Regions from separate parts of the Mus musculus genome. Here all the other regions are linked to region 1. The links are chromatin contacts, called in public capture Hi-C and promoter capture Hi-C maps. All regions are on one chromosome and are shown on one strand. Each heading gives the region's core, a stretch centred on a gene start, on an enhancer-like site or on the middle of the called end of the contact. The rest is flanking DNA. Distances are from core to core; before and after follow the strand shown. Region 1 holds the start of Nek2 (NIMA (never in mitosis gene a)-related expressed kinase 2). Region 2 overlaps Hhat (hedgehog acyltransferase). Region 3 holds the start of Rps6kc1 (ribosomal protein S6 kinase polypeptide 1). Region 4 holds the start of Angel2 (angel homolog 2). Region 5 holds the start of Vash2 (vasohibin 2). Region 6 overlaps Hhat (hedgehog acyltransferase). Region 7 overlaps Nsl1 (NSL1, MIS12 kinetochore complex component).

Region 1 (3,802 bases), core at 394-2,893:
TGGAACTTCTAACAACTGGAAGGACAAGTACCAAGTTAGTCTTGAGAAGCTGAGAAAGTGTGTTGTGTTTGGAGCGAAGAGTAAGAGCTCTTTGTCTAGAAAGAAGATGAAAGGTTGTGTGTGAAGCAGGCTGGTCAACAAACTCAACATAAGCATCAGTACACCCATCACATACACACCACACGCCTATACACCACATATCACAAACACACCACACACACAACATGCTACACATATCACATACAACACTCTACACATCATAAACAACACACACAGCACACACACACACAACATACTACACACATTACATACGACACACACACACAAACATACCACACATATCACATACGACACACACACAAACATACCACACACATCACATATGACACACACACACCATATAAATGACCTCAGGCATTTGTAGCTCCTTATATAATTTCTGAGACCTAAATTAATCCTACCCCTTTGAGGTGTGACAATGTCCTTGAATGCTAATTTAAAAGTTCTCCTGGCTGGCAATTCCAATTAGCTTATACTAAATTCAGCGCACAAAATACATTTATTTTTAACATAAGGAGGCTTCTAATTCTTATTAATAGGACATTGGGTTCTTTTTCAATCACAGCATGAACAGATATTTTAAGAACAATGACCCATTTATGCAGCAGATTATTAGCTTTCTGGTAATGCACATTACCCCCCACCTGCTCTGGATGGAAGCCTTTAGCTCCCCTTCCCCAAGTCAAAGCGGGGCCATGTCACTGGCTATGTGAGCTCAAGTCAGCAAACTGCATGCAGCTCCCGGATTGGCTATTAGGGAACACCTTTTTTTTTTTTTTTTTCCTAACACACTTTTTTGGTAGATGTCTTAGAAGTACAATTTGGCAGTGTGGTGACTCTGTTCTGAATGCTTCCATACTCAGTCCCTAAGCTTTGGATACGTTTCTATGTTCAACAGGTCTCTCAGTTTAATGTTCAGAGATCTAGACTATGCTAACTGTGCTCAGAAAACACATGTCAACTCTGCGTTATTACTATGAATATCCTTTATTCTTATTATTTTTTAATTAGTTCTCTTCTGGGCAGTTGGGCCTAGTTTCTCTCTCTCTGTCTCTCTCTCTCTCTGGGCGTGGGGTGTCTTTCTCGCGGGTGGGGGTAAGGCAGGGACCCTCTACAAAGCTCTGGATGTCCTCAAGCTCACAGAGATCTGCCTGAGCGCGCCACCAAGCCGGGCTGGAACAGGGATTCTGGCTCTCTAGGTGTGAGGACTATAAAGTGCTCGGTGCACTCACCGCACCCTCAGGGTCATCAAATCCTCAACACACAAGGGCTTAGGTTCAGGACCCGAGTGCAGAGGAGTCGGAAAAGGGTGGGGTCAAAGTGGAAAGGTCAAAAGGCCAGTGTCTCCAGTCCAGAGCCTCGGACATCCGTTACCATAGCGACTTCAGCCAAGGAATGGAATTACCGAGGCCCCAACAGGCTTTGCGATCCCAAATCCCAGGGGTTTTCGGCGCGGCTCGTATTCCGTAGAGCAGCTAGACGCAGACACCAACGCCGACGCGGTTGCCTAGCGACACGCATTTTCCCAGGATGCCTAGCAGTGTTGTGTTTTCTCAGCCAATCAGAGTTGAGATGCACCTTCGCTGTGGACCAATAGAATGCGAGGCCGAAGCCCGCGACGGTTGACCCGGTGGCCGGTTGCTCGCCGACTCAGGCAGGCAGACGAGGGGCTCGGGTTTCGGCGCGGTTGGCCTGCAGCGGGCGAGCCTGGGCTCCGAGCGGCGCGGTGGTGTGGTTGCCAGGGTGGCCGCTCGCCATGCCGTCCCGGGTGGAGGACTACGAGGTGCTGCACAGCATCGGCACCGGCTCCTACGGCCGCTGTCAGAAGATTCGGAGGAAGAGCGACGGCAAGGTGAGGCGCCGGGCAGCCCTTCCACGGCGGGCTTAGGGAGAAGCAAGCGTCGCCCACGCTGGGGAGGGGCAGGGCGGCCACCTGAACTCTCGTGAAGGACCGGGCTGTAGCCTCCTAAGAAGGGACGGGCTCGTGGAGCGGGCAGCCGCGGCTGGGAACCGGTGGAGGCGCGAATCCGCGGCGAGCAGAAAGACGAGCTCACGTGACCTGCTTCGCCGCTGCGCCACACGCCGTCCCGGACTCAAGCGCTGGGGATGGTACCGCCCACATTTCGGGTGGGTCTTCCCACTAAATTAACCCGGTCTCGACTCCCTCACTGACACACCCATTGAGTTGTTAGTGTTTTGTTTTTCAACTTTGGAAATTTCACCCTTTGTCTCACACCTTGGAAATGTTGTATTTCAGATCCTGGTGTGGAAAGAGCTTGACTATGGCTCCATGACGGAGGTGGAGAAGCAGATGCTTGTGTCTGAAGTGAACTTGCTTCGGGAGCTGAAACATCCAAACATCGTCAGTTACTATGATCGCATTATTGACCGAACCAACACAACCCTGTACATCGTAATGGAATACTGTGAGGGAGGGGACCTGGCTAGTGTCATTTCAAAGGGGACCAAGGATAGGTAAGGTGAAAGAGCCCCACGGTTCGTATCTAATAATAATTAACTTCCATGTTTGTACGCTCTGAATGACTTGCCCCAGATTGAAGATGGCTTTTATTCAGGGTTGTGAAATGTGCTTTTTCTCCAGACAGTACTTGGAGGAAGAGTTTGTCCTTCGAGTGATGACTCAGTTGACGCTGGCCCTGAAAGAGTGTCACAGAAGGAGCGATGGTGGCCACACTGTGCTTCACCGGGACCTGAAGCCAGCCAATGTCTTCCTGGACAGCAAACACAATGTCAAGCTGGGGGACTTTGGACTAGCTAGAATATTAAATCACGACACGAGTTTTGCAAAAACGTTTGTTGGCACACCCTATTACATGTCTCCTGTGAGTATTTTAGAATTCAACTTTTTTTTTTTCCCTGAGACAGGATTTCTCTGTGTAGCCCTGACTGTCCTGGAACTCACTTTGTAGACCAGGCTGTCCTTGAACTCAAAGTGATTCTCCTGCCTCTGCCTCCCAAATGCCGGGAATAAGGGTGTGAGCTACCACACCTGGCCTAGAATTCAACTTTTTAATATCTTAGGTGAAGCATTCAGATGCAAAGAACTGAGGCTTGGGTTGCTAGTAAATCCAGTAGCTCAGAATTCACAATACAATTTAAGTTTGAGTTTGACTTTGTTCCCCTAATGTTGGGGATTGAACCTAGGCCCTCAGGCATTTGAGTTACACCCCAAAGTCTTTTATATGTATTATGTATTTAAAAATGTTTATTATTTATGTATATATAGTATATGTGTCTTGTGAGTGAGTGCTATGTGTATGGTGAGACCAGAAGAGGGAGTGGACTTACCCTATCCCACACACTCACGCTCAGGGTTCCAGGCAACTGTGAGCCGTCTGACCAGATGCTGGAACTTGAACTCAGGACCCCCGGGAAGAGCAGCAGGTGCTTAATCGCTGACCCCTCCTAGATTTGTTTTCAAAGAGACTTCCTGGCAAACAGTTCTCTGTATTCAACTAGAGCTTTCAAAAGAAAAAGAGAACTAAGGACTTATTTATGTGTATGGGTGTTTGGTCTACATGTATGTAAGTGTGCCACCTGTGTGCCAAATGCCCAAGGGGGTCAGAAGACAGCATTGGACTCTTTGGAGCTAGAGTTATGGATGGATTGAGAGACTGGAAACCATATCCAAGTCTTCTGTAAGAGCAACAAGTGCTGTTAACCACTAAGCCATCTTCAGTGTCCCCCATTTCCCAGAGTTTCACTGTAGTTCTGGCTAGCC
Region 2 (3,802 bases), core at 485-2,984, 930 kb after region 1:
AAAGGATGGACCATCTACAGACTGCCATACCCAGGGATCCATCCCATAATCAGCCTCCAAATGCTGACACCATTGCTTATACCTGCAAGATTTTGCTGAAAGGACCCTGATATAGCTGTCTCTTGTGAGGCTATGCCAGGGCTTAGCAAACACAGAAGTGGATGCTCACAGTCAGCTATTGGATGGATCACAGGGCCCCCAATGGAGGAGCTAGAGAAAGTACCCAAGGAGCTAAAGGGGTCTGCAACCCTATAGGTAGAACAACAATATGAACTAACCAGTACCCCCCCCCCCCCGCCCCAGAGCTCGTGTTTCTAGCTGCATATGTATCAGAAGATGGCCTAGTCGGCCATCATTGGAAAGAGAGGCCCCTTGGTCTTGCAAACTTTATCTGCCTCAGTACAGGGGAACGCCAGGGCCAAGAAGTGGGAGTGGGTGGGTAGGGGAGTGGGGGATGTATGGGAGACTTTTGGAATAGCATTGGAAATGTAAATGAAGAAAATACCTAATAAATAAAAAAAAAAAGAAAATGGCATACCTGTATCATCATATTCTGGCAAATAAATTTATTATTATTATTATTATAAAAAAAACCTCATAAGCAGACTATGCTACAGCAGAGACATACATGGTAGGATAGGTTTTCCATGACTTTTGAGACCCAGGGCTTCAACCTCTTCTTTCTTCCTCCAATTCTCTCAGAGAATGAGAATGTGGGTCACAAATAACTCAATAAAAACACATGAGATCTGTAAATAGGATGCAAAATAACCAAGGTCAGGAAGACCTCCCAAGCAGACCAAGCCTCCTGAACTCTGAACTTAAGCCAATTGCTGATAGAGCCATGTTCTGGGCAGAGGGGCATGGGGAGATGGCATCATTAGTAGAGTGCTCACTGTACCATGAAGTCTCATGTGCTCATGGAGTCTTGAGTTCAGATCCCCAGGACAAACAGGAAAAGCCTAGTACAGCAGCACACATCTATAAACCCAGTCCCGGAGAGGTGGAAACTGGAGAATCTCCAAGGCTGCAGAGCAGCTAGCTTAGACTAATCAGTGAGAGACCCTGTCTCAAAGCAATAAAGCAGGTAGGGAATGAGGAAGACACTCCACATCATTGCCTGTTTTCTCAACCACCACGTTGCTGTGATTGGTGAAAAGTTCTGTAAGGACAATAACCAACACAGAAGGCAATAACAAAGCAAGCCTGAAAGGGGCTGGGCTAAGAGATCTGGTATCCCTGGAGGAAGGCAGTGACTCAGTAGTTTTGTGAGTGACAAGGACTTGGTCAAGTGCCATCTGACACACTGGAAGCTTTGATGTAAGGACACTGGGAGACAGATTCAATCCTTGGCAACCTGCAGAGCGAGGCACTCAAGTCCTATCACCAAAGTCCCCTCAGTGGCCCCTCTCACCCTCAGCAAGCTCCCTAGGCAAGGCCACCTGTTCAAGGACAGGATCCCTTGCCTCCCCCACCCACATGGTAGAATAAGCTCTCTAAAGTCACCAACCCACTTGCAAACAAATCCTCAATTGCAACAGTTAGTACTTGCCTTTTCACCCAGCCCTTGTCCTGTGAGAGGTTGATGCATTGCATGAACCATGTAAAGGAAAAGGCCCACTTAACAACTGCTGCTGTGTCAAGCTCTCATTATTACAACCGCTGCTGTGTCATGCTCTCATAGACCCAGATTATTAATGGCTGTGCCTGCAGGGCTAACAGGGGAAAGTGAAAGCGTGGGGCAAGCGTGTTCGCTACAGCTGTATCCTACTCTGGAGACAACTGCTACATAATAACAAAGAAATGAGAGGTGGCAAGTCAGACAGAAACTCTGCACCAGGAAAGCTGTTTTTAGATCCCCGGGTGTTAGCACTCGTTTACAAAGACATTAGCAACAGTTCACTGACAGCTAAAGAAGGGGAAGTAGGTGACCTGAAACCTCAAATCTACAGAAGGCAGAAGTCCATTTATGCAAATGTCAGTAACAGGCAACTTCTGCAGAAAGGCATGCTTGCAGACTATTGGGTCAGCAGGATCCCACATGGCTACTTTCATTAGAAAGTGATTATCACAGAAAACAGAAAAGCTGCCAAACTTTGTTCTTTGAGAAAGAAAATAAATCTGCTAAATGGATAAATCTGAACAATTTCTTAAGACAGGGACATAAGGTACATGCAGTATTTGACTCTGGAGTGTGGTCGACACATCCGAAAAGCTCAGGAACCTTGAAAAATATTATCATCACACTGCCTTAAAAAGACAAAGGTAAATATGCTAATAGCCCAGAAACACTTGGGAACTTTTCGAGGAATCTTGCTTCGAAGGGAACTTGGGTAGCCACAAGCTTGCAAGAGAGTGAAAGCAAGCGACAGAGACTTCAGGCACCAGTTACATGGTTTACAAGAAAGGAAGGGGCCCATGGTATACGAAAGAGTCTCGGTGCCATGTTGGAATCTCCAAGGATAAAACCGAGGTCTGACCAGGCACACTCAGAAACTGATTGTCTTTTCAATTCAGAGAAAAGAGGTTGATAAAATACCATGGCCAGGGAAGGTACACAGCAGAAGTCACTGTGGTTGCTCCTGAAAACTTTATTCCCTTAAAATAAAAATATCATTAGCAGGTCAAAAAGAGAAAATCATCTCTCGTCTGATGAGGTACTGCAAGGGAACACAACCCAACACTCATTATTGGTAGTGTTTTTTTTTTATGTCTTTGTGCGTGTGTGCGTGTGTGTGTGTGTGTGTGTGTGTGTGTGTGTGTACACGAGAGTGTATATATTTGTATGTAGAGATCAGAGGACAACCTTGGTTGATGTCCCTCAGGGACACTGTCCACCTTATGTTTTGAAACAAGGTCTCTCACTGGACTGGAACTTGTCAAACAGGTTAGACTAGTGGACCAGCAATCCCTGGGTATCTGCCTGTCTATATCTCCACCCACCTACCCGACTCCTCCACCCTCCACCTCAGTCCCTCACACCACCCCCACCCCTAACCCCCACCTAAGATTACAAACCTTCAGCTTTTTAAAAATGAATTATTTATTTATGTATTTGTTTATTTTGCCACTGAACTCATGAGGATGGTCTGCAGTTCAAGGTCATCCTGGGCTATATAGAAGAACCCTGTCTCAAAACCACAAAAACCAGACGGAGGTGTGTCTCACTTGGTATACTCACTTGGTACTCATTTGGTATTTGTGTATCATTTGGTTGGCTCAGTCCATATCAAGCCCTGGGCTCAGTCCCCAGAAAAAGAAAGAGAAACTAGGCATGGTGAAACGTATCTGTCATCCAGCACTAGGGAGGTGACAACTGGAAGATGGGGAGCTCCAAGCCGTACATAGCAAGTTTGGGGCCATTCAGGGCTGCACAAGACCCTGGTTCAAACAGACAAAATATATATATATATTTTTTAGAGTGTGTGTGTGTGTGTGTGTGTAACTACATGAGTTTATGTGTACCATGAGCATGCAGGTGCCCTTGAAGGCCAGAAGAGGTCTTTGGATCCCTGGAACTGGAGTTACAGACAGTTGCAGGGCACCAGATACGGTTGCTAGGAACCAAAGCAGGGTCTTATGATAGAGCAACAAAAACTTTTAACCCCTGGGGCCTTGCACCAGCCAATAATTTTTTTGAAACCTGAAATACATCAGTATAGTTCCAGTTTACAATTTCCATTCTGGAATCCTGAGAAAAGTCAGTCAGATACAGCGCAATGATACAAACACATTGCTTAGGAAACGAATGAGCTAACACTTCAACCCATGAAGCTGGTACAAAAAGGAACTACCCAAGCCC
Region 3 (3,802 bases), core at 579-3,078, 910 kb before region 1:
TGATGCAACGCCGTCTCAGTTTGCGGGTGTGACAGGCGCCTTGTCTGTTAAATAGTTCTGGTTCGAGAAGTTGTGTATCAGGAAACCAAAGATCGCAAATGACCAAAGAGGTCTCAAGATTGCCTAGCAAGAATCTCCTCACTTCCTTACATTTCTTTGAAAAAACTGCTACTCACACCCCACGTACACAACACTGACCTAGGCAAACTTCTCCCTACTCTTAAGAACTTGGTCTTCTTGCTGTCTTGAGAAACTTGCTCAACCCAGCGACACACTCCCATCTGTCTGACTCTGCATCATCTCCAAATGCTGCCAGCCCCTTGCATGCCCCAAGCTCAGTTTACCCCAATCTCTTCTCTCAGCTTCCTCAGGGCAGATTCCTGAGTGCTTTTTGAATATTCACTGCACTATTAACATTATTATTGCCCCTCCGTCAATACCCCTCTTCTTCAAGACTTAACACTAGCAACTGAGTTTCCTCATCGTGGGTTAAGCAGAACTGGTCCCGAAGCTCAAAGCTGCTACTGCTCTGCAACAGAAACTTTAGCAAACTTTTAAACTTCCTTGAATCTGCTTCCTCATCATGAAGTTGTACAAAATGCCCAGCATACACACAGCAGTGCACATAAGCACTTATTTCATGTTATTGTTCTCATTTCCCAGGAAAACGAGTTCTCAAAACTTAAGCTGAGGCAACAAAATTTAAGAAAAACAGTACTAAATTTGGAACAGTGAATTTATGTAAAAAAAAATTACCATTTATTTATTTGGGGGGACGACACCTTCAGTGGTCAGAGGACAATTTGCAGGAGTCAGTTCTCTCCTTCCACCATGTAGGTCCCAGGGAATGAAAACAGTTCTTCGGGCTTGACAGCAAGCATCTTTACCTGCTGAGCCATTGTGCCACACCAACCACCCTCAAGTCTCACTTAAGTACACATGTGTCTCCTGAAAAGACTCATCAAAACTCAGAAGCAAAGGCTAAAGATCCAAGACGAGCGTCTTAACAGCGAAATCTTCCCAAGATTCTACCTGCCTCACGGCAAGCCAGCCACTGAATGAGAAGAGGAAACGTCCCTTCCGTTACATAAGCCCCACAACACACCCACTAACATTTTTAAGTGTGTGTTTTCCCTCTGGAATGCACCAGCCCAATTCTGCAAATTTCATTTCAAGAGAAAGTCCACATAGGACAGAGGACTAGGTCATCCATTTAAAGACATCCACCAGTGTTCCACCCCAGAATGGCTGGTGGAGCCCAGCATCCCTTATGGAGCCTGCACTCCAGTCTACCAGGAGTCCATTCTCATGCTTAGAGTTCCCATCATCTCCATCCTGGGGTCCCTCTCTCCTGACTGAGGTCTCCAATATCTCCATCCTGGAGTCCTGTCTCCTGGCAAGGGTCCCCAGCATCTCCATTCTGAGATCCCATCTCCTGCCTGGGGTCCTCAACATCTCGAACCTAGAGTCCCATCTCTGCCTGGAGTTCCTGTGTACTGTCTAGGGTCTCCTGTCCGAGTCTCCATCCCTCCCTACCAACCTACCTACCACTCGCCGCACCCAGCCGCAGCCCGGAGCCCGTGCCCCGCCCAGTGTCCCTATCCAGAAACTCACCCGTGCGGTAACCTTATAGACAGTGTAGCCCCTGGGGTGTCGCTGGGGCTCGGTGACAGTGTAGAAGCGGGCCAGGTCCGCACTGTGACCCCAAGGAGAGGTCATCCTCCCTCCGCCCGTGCTTCCGCCAGCTGGGGACCATCGGGCAGCCCCAGCTGTGCCGGACTCCACGCAGCACTAAGCACGAGCACCGCGAAGAGGGGGCGGTGGCTCCTGGGGGGCTGTCGCTTGGATCTGCTTCCGGATCACCACACAGACTTCCGGGTCATCCCGGTCGACGTTCGGGATAAGAAGGTGCGGCTCTGGATCCTCTCCGAGCTGTATCGTCCGCTGTGGTTACTAGCGCCTAGCTCAGTCGCCATGGATACCGGAGGCGTCCCTACTAAGTCTCCTGGTGCACTAGCTTCGATGTCTACTAGAATTTGCGAGCTGGGGAGAGGGTTGGGCCTCCCGCCCTGTGCTCCTGTAGAGTCCTGGGTGATGGACGCAGCGGTACCCGAGCCAAGCATCTCCTTTCCTTCCCTACTTACTCTGTGCGGTGCCCACAGCAACATCGCAGCGCTCTGACAGACACGTCCCCATTTTCCCGTAGATGAACCCTCTTTGACATACCTACAGCTGCACGACAAGCCCTCACCCTACGTAGAATAGAAGTGCATCCCTCCCACTCTCTCAGGGAGATTGCTTGAGACCAACATGGGTCAAGTAGTGAGTTCAGAGTTAAGCTGGGCTACATGGGGAGAACCTGTCTCAAAACACAAAATTTGCTCAGTCACAGGATCCAGGGCAGTCTGCTATACATAACAAGACTCTCAACAACAACAACAACAAAGAAGTTTGTTGTTTTTTCAACAGTCCCTAGACTCTTAAATGTGCATCTGTTGTGGGGGTTGTAGAAGGAGACTCTCAAAGTCACTACAAAGAGTCTCCAGTTTCTATTGATTGGCATCCCCTACCTGGCAATTTTTTTTTAACTTTCTCTTGATCAGAGCTCTCATTCCCAAAAGATTCATTGCAAGGTTCTGTCGTTGTTAATTCTGTGTCTCTTGCTTCCTCTCCTCCCTGCCTTCTAACCCCTAGAACACACAATTAAGGAAGGAAGGAAGGGAAGAAACAAAGAGGGAGAAACAGAGATGGTAAGAAGAATTAGAGATGTGGTTGAGTAGTTAGTTAGGATCTCTGATTGCTCTTCCGGAGGAATGGGTGAGGTTCAAATCCCAGCATGCCAGTGGCAGCTCTTAGCTGCCTGTAACTCCAGTTCTGAGGGATCTGATGCCCTCTTCTGGCCTCCTCCAGCACACAAGTAGTACACATACCTAAGAGCAGAAAAACACCCATAGACATAAAAATAAAAATCCTTTTACAAAGGAAAAGAGTGACTTTAGCACCCTTTGTCTGCTCACATCTCCATCCCAGCCTGACACCCTTGCTCATTTGAAAACTACTTGCTCCACTCATGTGCTGATTTCCACTCTCTTTGGCAGAAAGAAAAACGTTGTTCTAATAATGTCTCCACCCTGTATGTTTGATCTTCGACTATTAACCTCTTCTGAGCCTTTAGGCTTTTCTTATTATTTCTCTTATGTGTATGGGTCTTTTGCCTGCCTGCATGTATGTTGACCACATGTATACCTGGTACCCACAAAAAAAAAAAATCACCACAGATCCCCAGGATGGTTCATGTGGGTCCTGGGATCCAAATCCAGGTAGGTCCCCTGCAAGAGCACCAGGTGTTCTTAACTGCTGTTATCTCTCTAGCTCAAGCCTATACAGTCAAAAAACTAGCTATCACTTATTCATTAACCCTGAATTCACTACCTGCTATGTGTCAGACTTTATACTAATGAGGCATTGGAGTTATAAAGACTGTTCCTCTCTTTCTTTACATACCATCACTAGTATGCAACGAAGTATATAAATATGACCAGTACATACCATGGCATGCTATAGAAAACCGATAATCCAGAATGGCCTCTGATCAAAGGAAACTGCCTGATACAGGAAAGACAGATGGCAGATAGCCAGGAAGAAGGACCAATGGTATTCTGTTGCATTTCACCCTTCCTCACTGTCCACTGAGTGGGTATGACCTCATCCATTCAGTCTTTCTCCTGGGCAGTCAGTCTAGCGTCAGTAGTGTGCTGATCCTTTGAAAAGGCTCCGAATAAACTTTCTAATGACCCCATCA
Region 4 (3,802 bases), core at 973-3,472, 890 kb before region 1:
CAAAGGTTTTAGACACTTATGCACAGGTGCGTCATGGTGGTACACACTTACAGTTTCTGCATTTGGGAAGGCAGGCAGGAGATCCTGAAGTTCAAGGTTACCCTCAGCTACATGGCCTTTTAAAGGTTAGCCTGGAGCACTTGACAGCTCTTAACAGCTGAGCAATCTCTCCAGACTCTCAGACAACCCTTCTTTAAGACAGGTTCTTGGTGTGGCCCAGGATGGTCTCAAACTCTACAGGCTCCTGCCTCAGCTGTCTGAATGTTGAGATGTCAGCATATGTGAACAGACTTGCTTAACTTATTGAGTGACTAAAGCAGGATCTATTTAAGGGGACAGAACAATGTGAGCTGAGAACTTTCAACTGGAACATGAATGCAAAAATGGTGTTTTGTTTTGTTACAGAGACAAGAGTTCTCCAACCCTTAGGATAATCACCATGCTGCTATAAGGTAACTACTCTCTCTAAAGTTCTAGAGCAGACAGCTCCCAAAGTGTCTTTCGTCATCAAGAAACCTTCAAACTCATTGAAAGAATGCATCTTGACAGTTGGTGGTGCACGCCTTTAATCCCAACACTCTGGAGGTAGAGGCAGGTGGATCTCTGAGTTCCAGGTCAGCCTGGTCTACAGAGTGAGTTCCAGGACAGCCAGGGCTACACAGAGAAACCCTGTCTCAAACAAAGGAAAGGGAGGGAGGGAGGGAGGGAGGGAGGAAGGAAGGAAGGAAAGAAGGAAGGAAGGAAGGAAGGAAGGAAGGACCTTAATGCCATTTGCTTATTTCAAAACACTACATTTTTCTTTGCACAACAAGCAGAGGAGCTAAGGTGTGCTTGGAGGAGAAAGTCTGGTGATTGACAGGTCTTCCTTAAGTCTGCTCCAGTTAATAACCCTATCAATGATCTTTGTTTGCCGTATGTTGTGTAGTCAGTAGAGTACTAGGTTGAATAGATTTGAACAGGAGTCATGGACACTGTTCACAAGTCACTTACAATGTGATTATGGAACAAGGCATATAGGACACTACTGGCCACATGTAACTAACAACAACATTGTGATCACCCTTAGAAAATAGGACAGTATAAACCTCAAGCAGTCAGCCCCCATTTGTGGACACTGCGTTTGTAAACTGCCTACTCCCTAAAACCTACCTAAAATGTCCAAATCAATCCTCACAGTGTTTTGGTTTTTCTCCAACAAGGAGAAAGGCAAATTTTAGTTGCCTAGTGTGCTTGTCCCTGAGGTTAAACAAGGCACTCTGCCCTCTTGAGTTTTCAGACCGTAAAAAACTAACCTTTCTACCGACTACTTAGTGTCCCTTTCCCACAGTTTTACTGATTTTTCTATTAAAAGTGCCCCCCAAGTATACTGCTGCAAGATTCTGAGGTGACAAAAGTTAATGATGTAATATAGAGAAAATATGTGTACTAAATTATCTTCAATTAGGTATGTATCAGAAGACTGTTGGACAGAGTTTAACGTTAATGAAGTGACAATATAAATTAAATAAGGAACATGCATAAAACAAGACTTCATATTGGTTGATGAAAATGTGGTCCGAAGCCAAGTATGGCAGTACGTTGCTGGTGACCACAGTGCTCAGACAGGCATGTGAGATAAGTTTGACGAATGCCTGGACTGCACAAGACTTTTGTCTAAGGACACTCACGAGTGTGCGTGTGCAATCAGAGACTAGCTTTCCTCAGAGTTTGCTAATTCAGCATTCCTGACATGTTTACACAATATAACAACTGCAGATAAAGAGAAGGATATACACGAAGGATAAAGTATCTCTCAAAATTAACACAAGGAAAAGAACAAAACTTCCCAAGAAATTACTACCCACAGCTACACAGCTCTACCAAAGAAACTAAGCAAGCAGCGACCCTGGTTTCCAGTGCCCTCTGCCTCGCTATTCTCGCTGTCCCTTCTCCATTTATGTTTTCCAAGAAAGCTACGCTCGATCTGACAGACTCGGATCATCAACGCACTAATTAATGTACAAGTGGGTTCTCTGAGATTTGCACAAAATCAATTATAAAGTTCTACGGGAACCCACAGAATAGTATTTCCTCAACGTGGAAATCTACCTTTTGGATCTACGCAACCACGTAAATACACTTTAGGTCTCACGCAGCTCCTGCTCCTTCCTATGTCTTAAGAAAGCCGTCAAGCGCTAGCCTTCCGCCCTACCAGGAAATGGCTGTCCGCGCACGCTCTGCGCATGCCCGGAGTCGCACTGCTTAAAGGAACTGCCCCAGAAGGCAAGATGGTGACCGGGCCTGCGGCGAGACGCTCCTCCCAGCATGCCTAGCGGCCGGCCGGGAGCCGAGTGATGGGGATCCGGTAGGACCCGGCGAGCGGCCGAAGCTGAGGTGCAGCCGCGGGCCCGGGCGTTGGGCGCTCACAGAGAGCCAAGATGGAGACGTGGCGCTGTGTGAGGAGGGGCTACGGCCGCTGTGTGGCGGGGCGAGGCCGGTCAGTGGCGAGCGGCCGGCGGGATGGACAGAGGGAGGGACCTGGAGGGGCGGGCGGGGAGGGGAGGGGCGGGGCGGCGGGGCGCGGGAGGAAGGCGGAGGAAGAGGGTCCGCGGCGGGGACGCGCCAGGCGGCGCCCGGGGAGAGGTAACGCGCGGGCGGGCAGCAGCGGTGGCCGCGGCCTCCGGGATCCTGCGGGCCTCGCGCGGCCTCCACGCTCGCCGCCGCCGCCCGCGCGCAGGGCCCCGCCCGGAGGGAGGCTGCGCGCCCCGGGGTGGCTGGGCAGCGTCGGTCACGCGGAGGCCAACTTTCACCGCCACTCAAGTTCTTGCTCCGTCCTGGGTATTTTTCTTTCAATCCACTCTTTGAGAGCCTGGCGTGATGGCTCACGCCTGCACTTTCCACACCCCGGAGGCCGAGGCGGGAGGATAACCATGAATTTGAGGCTGGCCTGGATTAGGCAGCGAGCGTGACACTCCGCCTCCAAAAGTAAAAAAATAACTCACTTGAAATTTTAAAGCGCCACAGTACATGCAGCCTCTAATAATGTCACCCCAAGTAGTATCCACCGAATCTTAAATTGGATGTACGGATTATGTTTTTCTCCTATAAACTTTGAGGACTTAGTTATTAAGATTCCAGTGGTTTGTATAACCTTTGAAACTATATCGTACCACGCGTGGGAAATAGCACACTGTCGTTACATAAGCCGTTGGGATCTGCCCACTCCATTCCTGGTTCCTGTGCTATGGCATTTTCTGAGTACCAGCTGTGTGCTTGGCCCTTGGGTGGAGACTGGGCTTTCAGAGAATACTGAGGTTCGAACCCTCAAAAGCTCACTATCTTACAAGAAAAAGATGTGGTATAAATAACTGCCAATCCAAAGAATAAGCGTCACTGTGCAGGTTGCAGTATAGAAACATTTCAAGACAGAAAGTAAACCGTTATAGCACTGGGGAGGTGGAGGCAGGAGAATTAGAGACACCACCAGCCTGTGCTGATGGTCTTGGACTTGGTTTTTGTCTTGGTTTTTTGTTTGTTTGTTTTTTAGAGAAGGAGGGTTTTTCTTTGTATCTCTGGCTGTCCTGGGATTCATTGTGTAGACCAGGCTGGCCTTCAACTCAGATCTGCCTACCTCTGCCTCCTGAGTGCTGGGATCAAACTCATGGGCCACCTCAAAATTTTTAAATTTAAAAACAAAACAAGACAAGATCCAAGTGCTGAAATCCCTTTGAATGACTTTCGGGGTCAATTGCAAGATATAGTGCCCATGTTGTGACCTTAAAGATTTACAGTAGGGTTGATTTAGAGAATAGTTTGAGAGTAC
Region 5 (3,802 bases), core at 383-2,882, 840 kb before region 1:
TGTGATTCCTGCACCTCTCAGGAGTCCTGCTCAGCAAACGGGATCCCTGGGGTCCAGGGAAGCCACCTCCATGGCCACACTCCAGGTTTTCATTTTATATAACACGACACTCCCACCAGAGAACATGTCTCTCTGTAACCATATCCTTGGCCACTGAGCTCAGTTGCTCCCTGGCTGCTCTCCCGAGTAAAAAAGAGAGGGTCACTTGGTGTCTCCCTTTACTCCAGAGACTAATTCATCCAGTGTCCTGGAAAGTCCCTTTAAGCCACAGCCAAATGCTTCATTGGCGCCAGATTAAGCTGGTAAGGGACAGGTCACTGTTCTCTGTAAGCTTCAGAGGTAAAAATCAAAAATCACTGTCATAAAAGGATAGGAAGAGTGTGATGATGAAGATGAAGATGGTTAGCAAAAACTCTAGGAATGATTCACACTGAGAAGTCTGGCTGATTGATTACAAATTCACTCCATAAGTCATTTGCTAGGGAGACCTGGGGGTGGGGGGGGAGGTAAAACACTCACGGAGGGCAGATAGGGTGGACCCTGGGGTTCTATGCTTTCTTGGAGTGGTTGGTGTTGACCTGGTGACATTAGCTTTTGATGAAGATATTACAGGAGCTGAATACATAATGGATTTGGCTCAGCCCAACCTCAGAGCTTAGCCAGCAAGCCCCCTGCCTGCTCCTCTTGGCAGCAGAACAGGACTCAGTAGCTGGACACGAGGTCTCTTCTCCCTGCCCTGCCAAGGATGGGCTGAGCAGGTCCCATCCCTGCCAACCCGCCCATCCCATCCCACCCTTTCCAGCGAAGCCACTGACCTTAGCCAGGAAGGCAGCGTTTCTGATGGCGCCTACCATCTCTCCCCCTCTGGGGTGGACCTTGGCAACGTGCAGCCACATCCGCTCCCAGGTGTGGCTATCGATCGGGAACCCGCTCTTGTTCACGTGGAACAGCACCCCGCCGTCTTTGTCCTCCTCCTCGGAGCCCCCGCTGGTGGCGAGGCTCACGGGCCGCGCGTGGCTGCTCCGGGATCGGGTGCCTTTGGTGATTTTGGGGTGGGGGCAGCGGTGAGTGTCGGCGGCAGAGCCGGTCATGATGAGGGGCACACGGCAAGGGGGCGGAGGACGCCGGCACGCCGGGGATCAGGGCCCCGCGGGAGGTTGGGGTGGCCTTTAACTCTCGCGGCCGTAGGACACACGAAGGGAACCCCGCTCACCGACCGGGCCTGAAAGCAGTGGAAACAGCAGACACTGCAGCTCAATAAGACAGGCATGGGGGTTCCCGCCTCGCTGCCCCAGACCCACCCTTCAGGACTAACGCGAGCTTCCAGCCCCGCCGATTACCTAGCAAGGCGGCTGGAAAGACGCCACGAAGCCTCACACCCAGCTGCACTCGGGGATGGGGAGGCATGCAAGGAGCGCGGGGTGAGGAGGGGACGGGGTAGGAAAAAGCAAGACAGCTGTGTAGCAAGAAGACTCGAGGGTCCCCTCCAGCTTCACGCATCCCTGGGTCCCCAGATGTGGTGGACTGCCACGGTCCCACAGCGAGCGGGCACGTGAGCGCCCGGGGTTGGCGCGAGGGAGCCGCAGCAGCCTCTGCTTGTTAGGGAGGCCTGGCGTCTTCCCGGAAGCCCCCCGAACCCTGGCGCGAGAGGGGCGGCTCCAGCCGGGGTTCCCGGGCAAGCGCAGCGCCGCCCCCTTCCCGCGGGTCCCGCGCGGGCACCGCGAGTGGCAGCTGCGGGCCGCCACGACGCGCGCGGGGCCCGGGGACCCACCTCGGGCCGGCCTCATTGCTGCAGAAGGCTGTTGGGGTTGAGGCGGTCGTCGCCTCATTCCATGTCCCATTCTCGAATGTTATTCTGTGACATATAACTGAGTCACCCGGGCAGCCGCCGATGTTCCGAATGCGGCCATTGGACACCGCAACAAAGAGGGGCGGGTCCCGAGCTTGGGACTCTACAACCCGGAGCTCTGCGTCTCTGCGATTGGTTCCAGGGTTCCCGGGCGGGAGGGGATACGAGTTAGGGAAGCTGGGCTGCCACGCGAAATCCGATGCTGCAGTATCCTGGGAGCCCCGCGGAGCTGGAGCGACTGTCCAGGGACTAAGATCCAGTTTCCCTCGGGCAGAGGCGCAGCAGCTAAGCTCCGGAGATGAGATAAGGAAGTAGTGGGCCTGGTGGAGCAGTGTTGGTCGAGGAGCTGGGCACAGTGACTACACAGGGCTCTGGGTGGCTCTAGGAAAGGCCAACTTTAATACTTATTTAAATTCTCCATTACAAGTTTCTCCCCAGATTAACAAGTGTGTACAGCCCTGAATCCTCTATTAGTAGATGTGGATAACAAGGTTCTTCAACCCAAGCTGCTGTGAGAGGCAATTCGAGCCCCTTCTGTTCTGTAGTCACTGTAGAGGGATGCTTGAAGCCAAGGGAGTGGCCTTCCCACAGCTTCTCCTCCTCTTCTTTGTCGTCGTCTTCCTCTTTGTCGTCTTCTCCTCCTCCTCCTCCTCCTCCTCCTCCTCCTCCTCCTCCTCCTCCTCTTCCTTCCTTCCTTCCTTCCTTCCTTCCCTTCTTCTTCTTCTTCTTCTTCTTCTTCTTCTTCTTCTTCTTCTTCTTCTTCTTCTTCTTCTTCCTTCTATCTCTCTCTCTCTCTTTCCCTCTCTCTCTCCCCCTCCCTCCCCCCCAGCCCGTGTGTGTGTGTGTGTGTGTGTGTGTGTGGTGTGTGGTGTGTGTGTGGTGTGGTGTGTGTGTGTGTGTGTGTGTGTGTGTGTGTGTGTTTATACGTGAGGCTGGAGTATTGGGTTCAGCGAGTTAAGATCACTGTCTTTAAGGAAGACCAGCACTTTGGGTTCAGCACCCGTTCTCAGCTTCAGGAGGATCACACAAGTTGGGCCTCCTGGGCACCTGCGCTCTCATGTTTGTGCTGACTCTGACATATATGCAAAGACATGTAATTTAAAAATATTAGAAATAAATATTTTTAAACCTTTTACATTTTGCATTTGTCGTGTGTAAGTGTGCAGGTGTACGGATTTGGAGAGCGTGTGTAAGTATGTAGGTGTACGTGTGGAGTGTGTGTGTGTGTGTGTGTGTGTGTGTGTGTGTGTGTCGAGATCAGAGGACAAAGTACTGGTGGCCATTCTCTCATTATACCACATAGGTTCCAGGGGTCAAACTCAGGACCTCGGGCTTGGTGACCAGCCAGTAACCACTGAGCCATCTCACCAGCCCAAAGTACCTTTTTCTTAGTGATAGTGTCTTCCTTCTTGCTTCCTCCATCCCACCCTCCCTCTCTCACTTCCTCTCTCTCTTACTTTTATTTTGAGAAAGAGCAAGCCAAAGTGGAAGAAGCCACAGACTGCTGACCCTGAGGTCCAATAAGTCTAGGTTTGTCTCTTGCTGAGTTGTGTATCCCAGGACACACAGTTCATCTGCTCTGTGAGGAAAACCAGAGCCCCTTTGGCTCTTAGGTCATGTAACTTTCTTTGGAACATCTAGGAGCCTGTCTGTCAACCATGGGAAGCAAATCTCCCAGCTGGACACCATGGGGAAGAGCCCTGCCTAGGACTAGTTTCTGGCTGCTCAGCTCTATGTGGGAGTTGGGATGGAAACCTCTATGAGGCAGGCAGGGTGGGAGCCAGGATCAGTAGAGGATCAATGGAGGCAACCTGGGTTCTAAACCTACCAGGACAGAGCCCTGGGCATGAGACTATGGATGGAGTCATCACTGAGCACAGTAACGCCAGTCTATGTCAGAACATTCTTAACGGTCCTCGGGCAACAAGCACACCTGGGAAAGAATCAGGAGGG
Region 6 (3,802 bases), core at 827-3,326, 760 kb after region 1:
TTAGAGGGAAGGAGGGATTGGGAAGGTAAAGGAGGGGCAGGATCTGGTGTGGGAGGAGACAGAGGAGAAGTTCAGAGGATCAGGAAATTGAGTGGAAGTGTGTCGCAGTGGGGGATGGGGAACTGGGGGTAGCCACTACAAAGTCTCAGATGCCAGGGAAGCAAGAGGTTCCCAAGACCTAATGGGGATGACATTAGCTGAAATACCCAACATGGGAGATAGAACCTGTAGAGACAATATCCAGTGGATAGGCACAGCCCCTAGTTGAGGGATGGGGCCGCCCACCCATCTCAAAAATTTTAACCCAGAATTGTTCCTATCCAAAGAAAATACAGGGACTAAGAGTAGAACAGAGACTGAAGGAAAGGCCATCCAGAGACTGTCCCACCTAGGGATTCATCCCATCTGCAGACACCAAACCCAGACAGTATGGCTGATGCCAAGAAATGCTTGCTGACAGGAGCCTGGTATAGCTCTGCCCTGAGAGGCTCTGCCAGAGCCTGGCCAATACAGATTCGGATGCTCACAGCCAATCATCAGACTGAGCACAGTGACCCTCAAGGAAGGACCAAAGGAGATGAAGGAGATTTCAATCCCTTTGGAAGAACAACAATATCAACTAACCAGACTCCCCAGAGCTCCCAGGGACTAGGGGAAGGACCAAAGGAGCTGAAGGAGATTGCAACCCCATTGGAAGAACAACAACATCAACTAACCAGACTCCCCAGAGCTCCCAGGGACTAAACCACCAACCAAAGAGTACTACACATGGAGGGACCCATGGCTCCAGCTGCATATGTAGCAGAGGAAGGCCTTATCTAGCATCAATGGGAAGGAAAGCCCTTAGTCCTGTGGAGACTTGATGCCCCAGTGTAGGGAGATGCTAGGGCAGTGAGGTAGGAGTGGGTGGGTGGAGCACCCTCATAGAGGCAGGGGGAGGGACATGGGATAGGAGGCTTGTAGAGGGGAAACCAGGAAGGGGGACAACATTTGAAATGTAAACAAATAAAATAACCAATAAAAAAAAAGAGAAACAAACTCACACATTGATTTCAGCAAGACATCAACTTAACACACAGATCATCTGAGGAGTCTCCTGCCTCTGCCTAACATCTGGATACGGGAGCTCTGAGATTAGATACTCATGAGCTCATCCGGCTGTGTGTGGTATCTGAGGCTCTAAACTCAGGTCTTCATATTCATACAGCAGGTACTTTACCCACCGAGCCACATGTGAGCCCAGATTTCTGTTGTTTATAAATTACTTGTACTCAGAAATTTTGTTTCAGTGGCACAAACAAGATATGGCAATGTAAAGGACTGGGACTGGGGTGCAATTCAAAGAAGACCCAATTCTTTGCGGTAGAAACCCTACCAGGAGTTCTAGGGAGTGTCAGTTCCAAAGTCACCTGTAAGGTTCATATATCGCTAGGGGAGATGGCTCTATGGGCAAAGTGCGTGCCAGCAAGTCTAACAACCAGGGTTCAAATCCCTGTAAGCCATATAGAAGCTACACAGCAACCCAAATGTCTGCGATCTCACTGTACCCTGCCAGAGCTAGAGAACTGTGCAACACTCATGGGTTAGCTAGCCTGGCCTATGTAGCATTAAACAAGATAGAGCCTGTCTCAAGCTGAAAGGCAAGGATGTGAAGTTATCTTCCAATGTTTACATGTGCATGGTAGTGTGCGTGCATGCACTTGAACACATGCACACACACACACACACACACAGAGAGAGAGAGAGAGAGAGAGAGAGAGAGAGAGAGAGAGGTGGGTATCAATATGTAAACAAACAGTCAAATAAATTCTGGAAAAGAATCAGAAGAGGAATAAGATCCTTGGCTATCAGGAAACAGTATGTTATAAAACCCTGGAATTTAAAATACAGATAATCAGCTAGGTCAGTGCAATAGATTAGAGGGCTTAATATAAATAAATATCTAAGCATGGATATCTATATTTTATGGCAGAGGCAGGGGGGCACTTGGTGGAACAGTTTTAGCTGCAGGCCATCCAAGAACAGACAAGACAGTGGGCCAGATATAACCGAGAGAGAGTTTGTGAGTCCCAGCTCTGTTCTGTTCTTGGTATCTGCCCTAAAGAAATGTTCACACATATGTGTGAGAAGCTTGAATTGGAAGCTTCTCTGAAGCTCCATCTGCAAAGGAAAAAAAAAAAAAAAAAAAAAACGAGAAGCTTAAATTCAACAACAGGAGATTCTCTCAGGAGAAGGGTCAACTGACAACATACCCACTCCACACAGACCCTGCATGCCAACACACCCACCCCACACAGACCCTGCATGCCAACACACCCACTCCGTACAAACCCTGCATGCCAACACACCCACTCTGTACAGACCCTGCATGCCAACACACCCATTCCACACAGAGCATGCAGGCCAACACACCCACTCCACACAGACCATGCATGATCACATGCCCACCCCACACAGACCCTGCATGCCAACACACCCACTCCACACAGACCCTGCATGCCAACACACCCATTCCATACAGACCCTGCATGCCAACACACCCATTCCACACAGACCTTGCATGCCAACACACCCATTCCATACAGACCCTGCATGCCAACACACCCATTCCAAACAGAGCATGCAAGCCAACACACCCACTCCACACAGACCCTGCATGCCAACACACCCACTCCACACAGACCCTGCATGCCAACATACCTACTCCATACAGACCATGGAGACCACACACCCATTCCACACTGACCATGTATGAACATACAGAAATAACACACATCTCTGCATTCCCAAAGAATTATTTTCCAAGCTTATCACTAAGAAGTAAAAGAAGTCCACAACTGTTACAGGCTCCATAACCCATGAATACCTGCACACCAGCTGCATCATGGGAAGAAGGTGAACAGGGCATCTCAGACTTGATTCTGCGTTTCTTTACAGAGCTTAAGTTCATGAATTATAAGCTAGGAAAAGGGGGTGGGAAAGGGAATTCTAGTCTTTCCACTCAGTGACCCTATACTCTGGCCACCTCCCTTGAGCATAAACAATCAAGACCCATGGGGGAGAGGCTGGAAGTCTGATGACCATCATGCCCAAGTTACAGCTGCTCACAGTCATGGCGCCTCCCTCTCCAGGCTACACTGAAATCCCTCAGGACTACTAAATAGCCTAGGATATGGCAAGAATGGCTTCAACAGTATCCTGTTCAACCAAAAACAGCAGCTTAGAGGAAGGTCTGCCTCTTAAGAAACCTTGACCTTTAAAAATTTGAAAGTGGGGAGAGGTAACGCATTCTGAAATGTTCCATCAGTGACCTCACGAAAAAAAACCCTCTACGATTTGCTGGTTAGATATCTGTGCTCCTTCACAAACCTTGTGTAACTGATAGCACACATCTGAAAAGGGTACCGAGCCTTAGATAAGGAAGCAGGTAAGAAAAGTCAAGCCAGTGTTATAAGACAGAAGATGAGGAGTCCATATAGCCAAAATACCCAAATATTAGTTCCCCAAGAGAAGAAAAACATTTATACACAGGACAGGAGGTGGCACAGACAGGACATGCTCCACAGAAGAAAACAGGGAGCTTGTAAAAGATCTGGGCAGTGAGCACGGTGCCCTCCTCTTCCAAGCCCACACAATGAAGGTCACCTGCTTTAGGGTCTCTCTATTCCTGCAACAAAACACTATGACCAAAAAGCAAGTTGGGGAGGAAAGGGTTTGTCCAGCTTATGCTTTCATATTACTATTCATCACTGAAGGATATGGGGATAGGAACTCAACAAACAGGTCAGGAACCTGGGGACAG
Region 7 (3,802 bases), core at 569-3,068, 740 kb before region 1:
TCATTTACCACAGATCTAAGCAGAGTAAGTGTCAGACTCAGGCCGTGTCAGCAAACCTACACTGAGATTTCAACACAGCCTCTTGCAGTGTGCCTGTGTCTCTTACCTGGTGCGTCATAGGCGGGGCCGCCGAACTTGCCATCTATTTCCCTTTTGGGTGCTCACCCTTGTGGCCATTTTCAGGGGAGTTGACTGATCATGACTCGGGAATCTGTGTTGCCTTTGCTCACTGTGTCCTGATGATCACAAGCATCTTGGTTTCTCTGCTTTTCTCAGCTGGGAAGCTTCATGGCCACGCTGCTTTGTGGAGCTCGGGTTCTGTTTTACTTAAGTTAATGATTGCATGGGGGAGTGTTTGGGTCTTTAAAGTAATGTATAAAGACCAGAATCTTGGCACTGTGCCTGTTCCACCTAACAAGGCATTCTTGGTGCTGGCTTTCGTGGGAGAGCAGGGTGGCGCTCTGCATTTCAGCGTGAGCTAGCTCTCACCCTGAAACCAATGTGCGACTCCAGAAGGTGACTGCTCGCACTGTGCCTTTCCAGGCATTAAAGCGCTGTGACTGATTTTGCTTGGGAAGTGCCCAAAGAGGCAAGGCTAGAGAGCAGACTGGGAGGCAGCATGGTGGGATTCCACTGAAGCAAGAGCTGTGCAGCAGGATGGGAGCGTGGGCTTGGGGCATCCTCCAGGCGACTCTGGCTGGACCCATAAAGTCAAATTGTGAAAGGCCTCTTTCCACACATGGGCTGTGACTTAAAGCACTCGCTTAGTAGTAAGCTCTGAGAGGTGTTCGTCCTCAGTGCAGAAGCTAGGTGATCAGAGAACTGCAAGCATCCTTGGGGCCGGCTCAATTCAACAGGAGTTCTTCATGGGGGTTCTCTTCCCAGCAGGCCTGTGGTAATTGTGAAGATGTTTTTTTCCTATCATAACTTAAGGTGTGTGTGGCGGGGGTTGAGGTAGCGGTGTGTCATCATCTAGTGATAGATGTCCCGATGGCTGGCACAGCTAACCATCTGCCCCAAGGCAGTGATGCTGTGGTGGAGAAGCCGAGGGGAGAGCAGACCAGCAGCATAATGTGGTGTGGCCATTACAGCTCTCCCAGCCTGTGTGGGAAATGCTGTTTGTCTTGGTTGTAGTTACCACTTGTCCACATACCCCACTGTCAGTCTTCATAAGACAAACTGCAATGTATGAACTTATTATATAAAACAATCCACAAATAAAAAGGAAATGTTAATTGTAATTGCATTTTTACTGTATTTTAAGGAATATGTGTTGATAGCGTTGTGACATATCTTGGGATTTGCTCTTTAAACAAGGAATAGGGATAGATAGATTAAGCGAATGTAAAAGAAATGTTGGCCGTGTGAACCTCTGTGATTTAACATTTACTTTGTGCTTGAAGTGTGTGTGTGTGTGTGTGTGTGTGTGTGTGTGTGTGTCCGTGTGAAGCAGTGAACAAATGAGGCTTGAAGTCTTGGGAAGCCCAGCTTTGCCCCCAAGCACAGCAGTGTAGACCACCCCGTGTAGACCAGCCGTTTGGAGTGGGCCACCATTGACACAAAGGGAGTTGCAGCTTCTGAGGCCATGGATTGGCAAGATGAAAGTTTTGAAGCTTAAAAGACAGTTGGAGCTGAAGGTGAGAAACTGAAATTTTTCTCTCTTGGAAAAGGAAGACTGAATTGGAAAAAATTCTTAAAATTCTTTGTGAGGTCCTGAGAAACAGCTCAGCAGTTAAGAGCCATTGGTGGGGAACCCAGGTTTGATCCCTAACACTCACTCACACAGTGGCTCACAATTCTCCGGAACTCCAGTCCAGGGGATCTGATGCCCTCTTCTGGCTTTCTTGGGTACTGCACACATGTGGTTCACGGACATACAGTCAAAAGACCCATACACACCTTTAAAAAAAAATTCTCTGCCAGCAAAATTTAAACAAAAGGTCAAATCTAAGTTCCAGGAGTCGAGAGCCTCAAGAAGACTGCAAATCCCATAGGTCAGCATGTGAGGGCACCTGCCACCAAGCCTGCCACCTGGGCCCACATGCTGGAAGGAGACAACAGATGCTCACAAACTGTCCTCTGACCTCTGCATGTGCACTGCGTCACGAGTGCTGGCCCCTTCATCCCCCCCTTACATACACACACACTTTTTCATTTTTTGAGATGGTCTATAACTCACTATGTAGACCAGATCCATCTTCTTTTGCCTCCCAAGTACTAGGATTAGAGGCATGTTTCATCCATGGGCAGCCATGAAATGTTTTTAAAGCAGAGGCTGTGTTGGCTTCTTGGTGAATTCAAGCCACCGAGTGGTTCACTCGAAAGGCAATGGAGTGGGTGGTGCTTGTCTCAAAAGAGGAACATAGAGAAGCAGAAAGAGGGCCAGAGCAGCACCAAGGGCTGTGGTCTGTGTGGGCCGCCCGCCCGTCCCAGTGTGAAAGGCTGAGAGGTGGTGGGAGGAACCTTCAGAAGGTCGTTAGGCCGTGGGGACTCCGCCTTCATCCAGGGATGGGATGAGTGTGGTTGGTACAGGAGCAGGCTGTTTGACTTCCCGGCTCAGTCTCCTGCTGCTGCTCTCCACAACCCGCTGGCTCCTGTGCTCCTCCAGCCTGCCAGGATGACTACATGCTCGTGGCTTTCCCCAGAAGCTGGCGAATGCCCTGCCATGCCTGGGGCTCCCAGAACCCAAGGAAGGAAGTGTAATCATGCTTGCAAATAGGTTCCCTAGGGGACAGCACTTATACAGACAGTATTTTTATCAGAATTCAATGAAGAATCTGGACAGTCCTATTGAGAGGCAAAGAGGTGGGGAATTAGCCAGGAACTGAAGAGTCAGACTAGTCGTCAAAAACTGAACCTCCTCTCAACCCTCCAAGGGAATAAAAGTCGATTCTGGGGCCACATGTGAGCAGAGCTCAGGAACACAGACTCAGGATGGCCCAAGAACTGCTCCAGCACACTAACAACTGTGTGAGGCTTTTATAGTAACAGAATGGAGAAGCGTAGATGTGATGACCAAGCAGGAAGATTTTTAAAAAGGTAGATGATTAAGGAGACAGGCTTCATAGCACATGTCCACGATCCCAGCACTTGGGAGGCAGAGGCAGGAGGGTTGAGAGTTTGAGGCCAGCCTGGGATGCCTGGCAATACCTTGTCCAAAAAAAGAAGAAGAAAGAAAAAATCCCAAAGAAACAAAAAACAAAACCAAAAGGAGGTAAGACTGATTGTGACAAGGTGTTAGTTGTTGATCGTAGCTGAACTTCTTCACGTGTTGGAAAGTTTTATAATCACAGTTTGAATGAAGTAGTTGTACATATGCCTTCCTCTCACCTCACATACCCGCTGACTCAGCAGCAATGGGCCTGGGGGGTGGGGTGGGGAATGCCCCCATCGGTCCAGTGTGCTCCTGCCATGTGACTTCTGTGGTAGCTGAGGATCCTTTAGGGGAGACGGGGAGCCAGAGCCCTGTGCACTTTGACCACTGGAGGGAACATGAGAGTGAAACTTGGGCTTTGGCAAGTTCTGTGGAATCAACTGTTTGCAAGAAATGGCTTTGTCTATTTCTGGAAACTACAGTGGACCATTAAGATATCTGTAAACAAATACAGCCCGTCTGGGGTGATGGAGTCTGCGTCCCCAGCCCAACCCCAGCACCCCTAGACTTGCCCTCCTTGGGATACCAGTGGCTGGGGGTCTGTGCTGGGTCCCCAACAGAGTGAACCAAGGGCGTGTCAGCGGAGGCAGCAGGGGAACCATGTGCAGCCACCCAGTGTCCTCTGAAAGGGGCTTCCCCCACAGAGAC

The links. Promoter capture Hi-C pulls out the DNA fragments that hold promoters and counts their contacts. Capture Hi-C pulls out chosen DNA fragments and counts their contacts.
Region 2: a promoter capture Hi-C map of pre-B cells shows a contact between it and region 1, with 5 times the contacts expected there. The contact joins the enhancer-like site here to the promoter of Nek2 in region 1. A contact is called at or near these places in 3 of 39 promoter capture datasets (embryonic stem cells, hippocampal neurons and pre-B cells), 1 of 115 datasets of contacts at active chromatin or transcription factors (microglia) and 1 of 9 other capture datasets (liver).
Region 3: a capture Hi-C map of macrophages shows a contact between it and region 1, with 4 times the contacts expected there. The contact joins the promoter of Rps6kc1 here to the promoter of Nek2 in region 1. A contact is called at or near these places in 1 of 115 datasets of contacts at active chromatin or transcription factors (large pre-B cells) and 3 of 9 other capture datasets (adipose tissue, liver and macrophages).
Region 4: a promoter capture Hi-C map of pre-B cells shows a contact between it and region 1, with 10 times the contacts expected there. The contact joins the promoter of Angel2 here to the promoter of Nek2 in region 1. A contact is called at or near these places in 8 of 39 promoter capture datasets (the 3T3-L1 cell line, the C10 cell line, erythroid cells and 3 more), 12 of 484 Hi-C or Micro-C datasets (CD4 T cells, CD8 T cells, the G1E-ER4 cell line and 8 more), 6 of 115 datasets of contacts at active chromatin or transcription factors (bone marrow-derived macrophages, large pre-B cells, memory CD8 T cells and 3 more) and 3 of 9 other capture datasets (adipose tissue, liver and macrophages).
Region 5: a contact with region 1 is called in a capture Hi-C map of macrophages, with 7 times the contacts expected there. The contact joins the promoter of Vash2 here to the promoter of Nek2 in region 1. A contact is called at or near these places in 2 of 39 promoter capture datasets (embryonic stem cells and hippocampal neurons), 2 of 484 Hi-C or Micro-C datasets (both in embryonic stem cells), 3 of 115 datasets of contacts at active chromatin or transcription factors (embryonic limb bud, large pre-B cells and microglia) and 3 of 9 other capture datasets (adipose tissue, embryonic stem cells and macrophages).
Region 6: a promoter capture Hi-C map of hippocampal neurons shows a contact between it and region 1, with 2.5 times the contacts expected there. The contact joins the enhancer-like site here to the promoter of Nek2 in region 1. A contact is called at or near these places in 4 of 39 promoter capture datasets (the 3T3-L1 cell line, the HPC-7 cell line, hippocampal neurons and 1 more), 1 of 15 datasets of contacts at CTCF or cohesin (large pre-B cells) and 11 of 484 Hi-C or Micro-C datasets (B cells, the Ba/F3 cell line, the G1E-ER4 cell line and 6 more).
Region 7: a contact with region 1 is called in a promoter capture Hi-C map of embryonic stem cells, with 2.4 times the contacts expected there. The contact joins the enhancer-like site here to the promoter of Nek2 in region 1. A contact is called at or near these places in 6 of 39 promoter capture datasets (the 3T3-L1 cell line, the C10 cell line, embryonic stem cells and 3 more), 7 of 484 Hi-C or Micro-C datasets (the G1E-ER4 cell line, the N1E-115 cell line, double positive thymocytes and 3 more), 2 of 115 datasets of contacts at active chromatin or transcription factors (large pre-B cells and stem cell-derived neural progenitor cells) and 2 of 9 other capture datasets (adipose tissue and liver).

The regions. Positions count from the first base shown.
Region 1 is chr1:191,819,830-191,823,631 of GRCm38.p6, forward strand. Nek2 (NIMA (never in mitosis gene a)-related expressed kinase 2) reads left to right here and starts at 1,644. Exons shown (of 8, transcript NM_010892.3): 1 at 1,644-1,912; 2 at 2,318-2,535; 3 at 2,663-2,903. The coding sequence starts at 1,817.
Region 2 is chr1:192,751,552-192,755,353 of GRCm38.p6, forward strand. All of the region lies in intron 2 of Hhat (hedgehog acyltransferase), which reads right to left. Among named protein-coding and RNA genes, the nearest start is that of Gm22265, 7.9 kb to the left of the region's middle. Within about 2 kb of position 1,735, at least 165 of the 459 cell types and tissues checked have an H3K27ac peak or open chromatin away from gene starts, as enhancers often do. A contact at or near this core is called in liver, microglia and pre-B cells, where this site is marked.
Region 3 is chr1:190,909,942-190,913,743 of GRCm38.p6, forward strand. It overlaps Rps6kc1 (ribosomal protein S6 kinase polypeptide 1), which reads right to left and starts at 1,829. Exons shown (of 15, transcript NM_178775.4): 1 at 1,615-1,829. The coding sequence starts at 1,719.
Region 4 is chr1:190,926,283-190,930,084 of GRCm38.p6, forward strand. It overlaps Angel2 (angel homolog 2), which reads left to right and starts at 2,223. Exons shown (of 9, transcript NM_021421.4): 1 at 2,223-2,476. The coding sequence starts at 2,418.
Region 5 is chr1:190,977,366-190,981,167 of GRCm38.p6, forward strand. It overlaps Vash2 (vasohibin 2), which reads right to left and starts at 1,633. Exons shown (of 8, transcript NM_144879.2): 1 at 1,341-1,633; 2 at 816-1,222. The coding sequence starts at 1,091.
Region 6 is chr1:192,581,000-192,584,801 of GRCm38.p6, forward strand. The region is part of intron 10 of Hhat (hedgehog acyltransferase); the gene reads right to left. Among named protein-coding and RNA genes, the nearest start is that of Gm31011, 67 kb to the left of the region's middle. Within about 2 kb of position 2,077, at least 7 of the 459 cell types and tissues checked have an H3K27ac peak or open chromatin away from gene starts, as enhancers often do. A contact at or near this core is called in hippocampal neurons, where this site is marked.
Region 7 is chr1:191,083,318-191,087,119 of GRCm38.p6, forward strand. It overlaps Nsl1 (NSL1, MIS12 kinetochore complex component), which reads left to right. Exons shown (of 6, transcript NM_198654.3): 6 at 1-1,241. Among named protein-coding and RNA genes, the nearest start is that of Batf3, 13 kb to the right of the region's middle. Within about 2 kb of position 1,819, at least 98 of the 459 cell types and tissues checked have an H3K27ac peak or open chromatin away from gene starts, as enhancers often do. A contact at or near this core is called in adipose tissue, embryonic stem cells, neutrophils and 1 more, where this site is marked.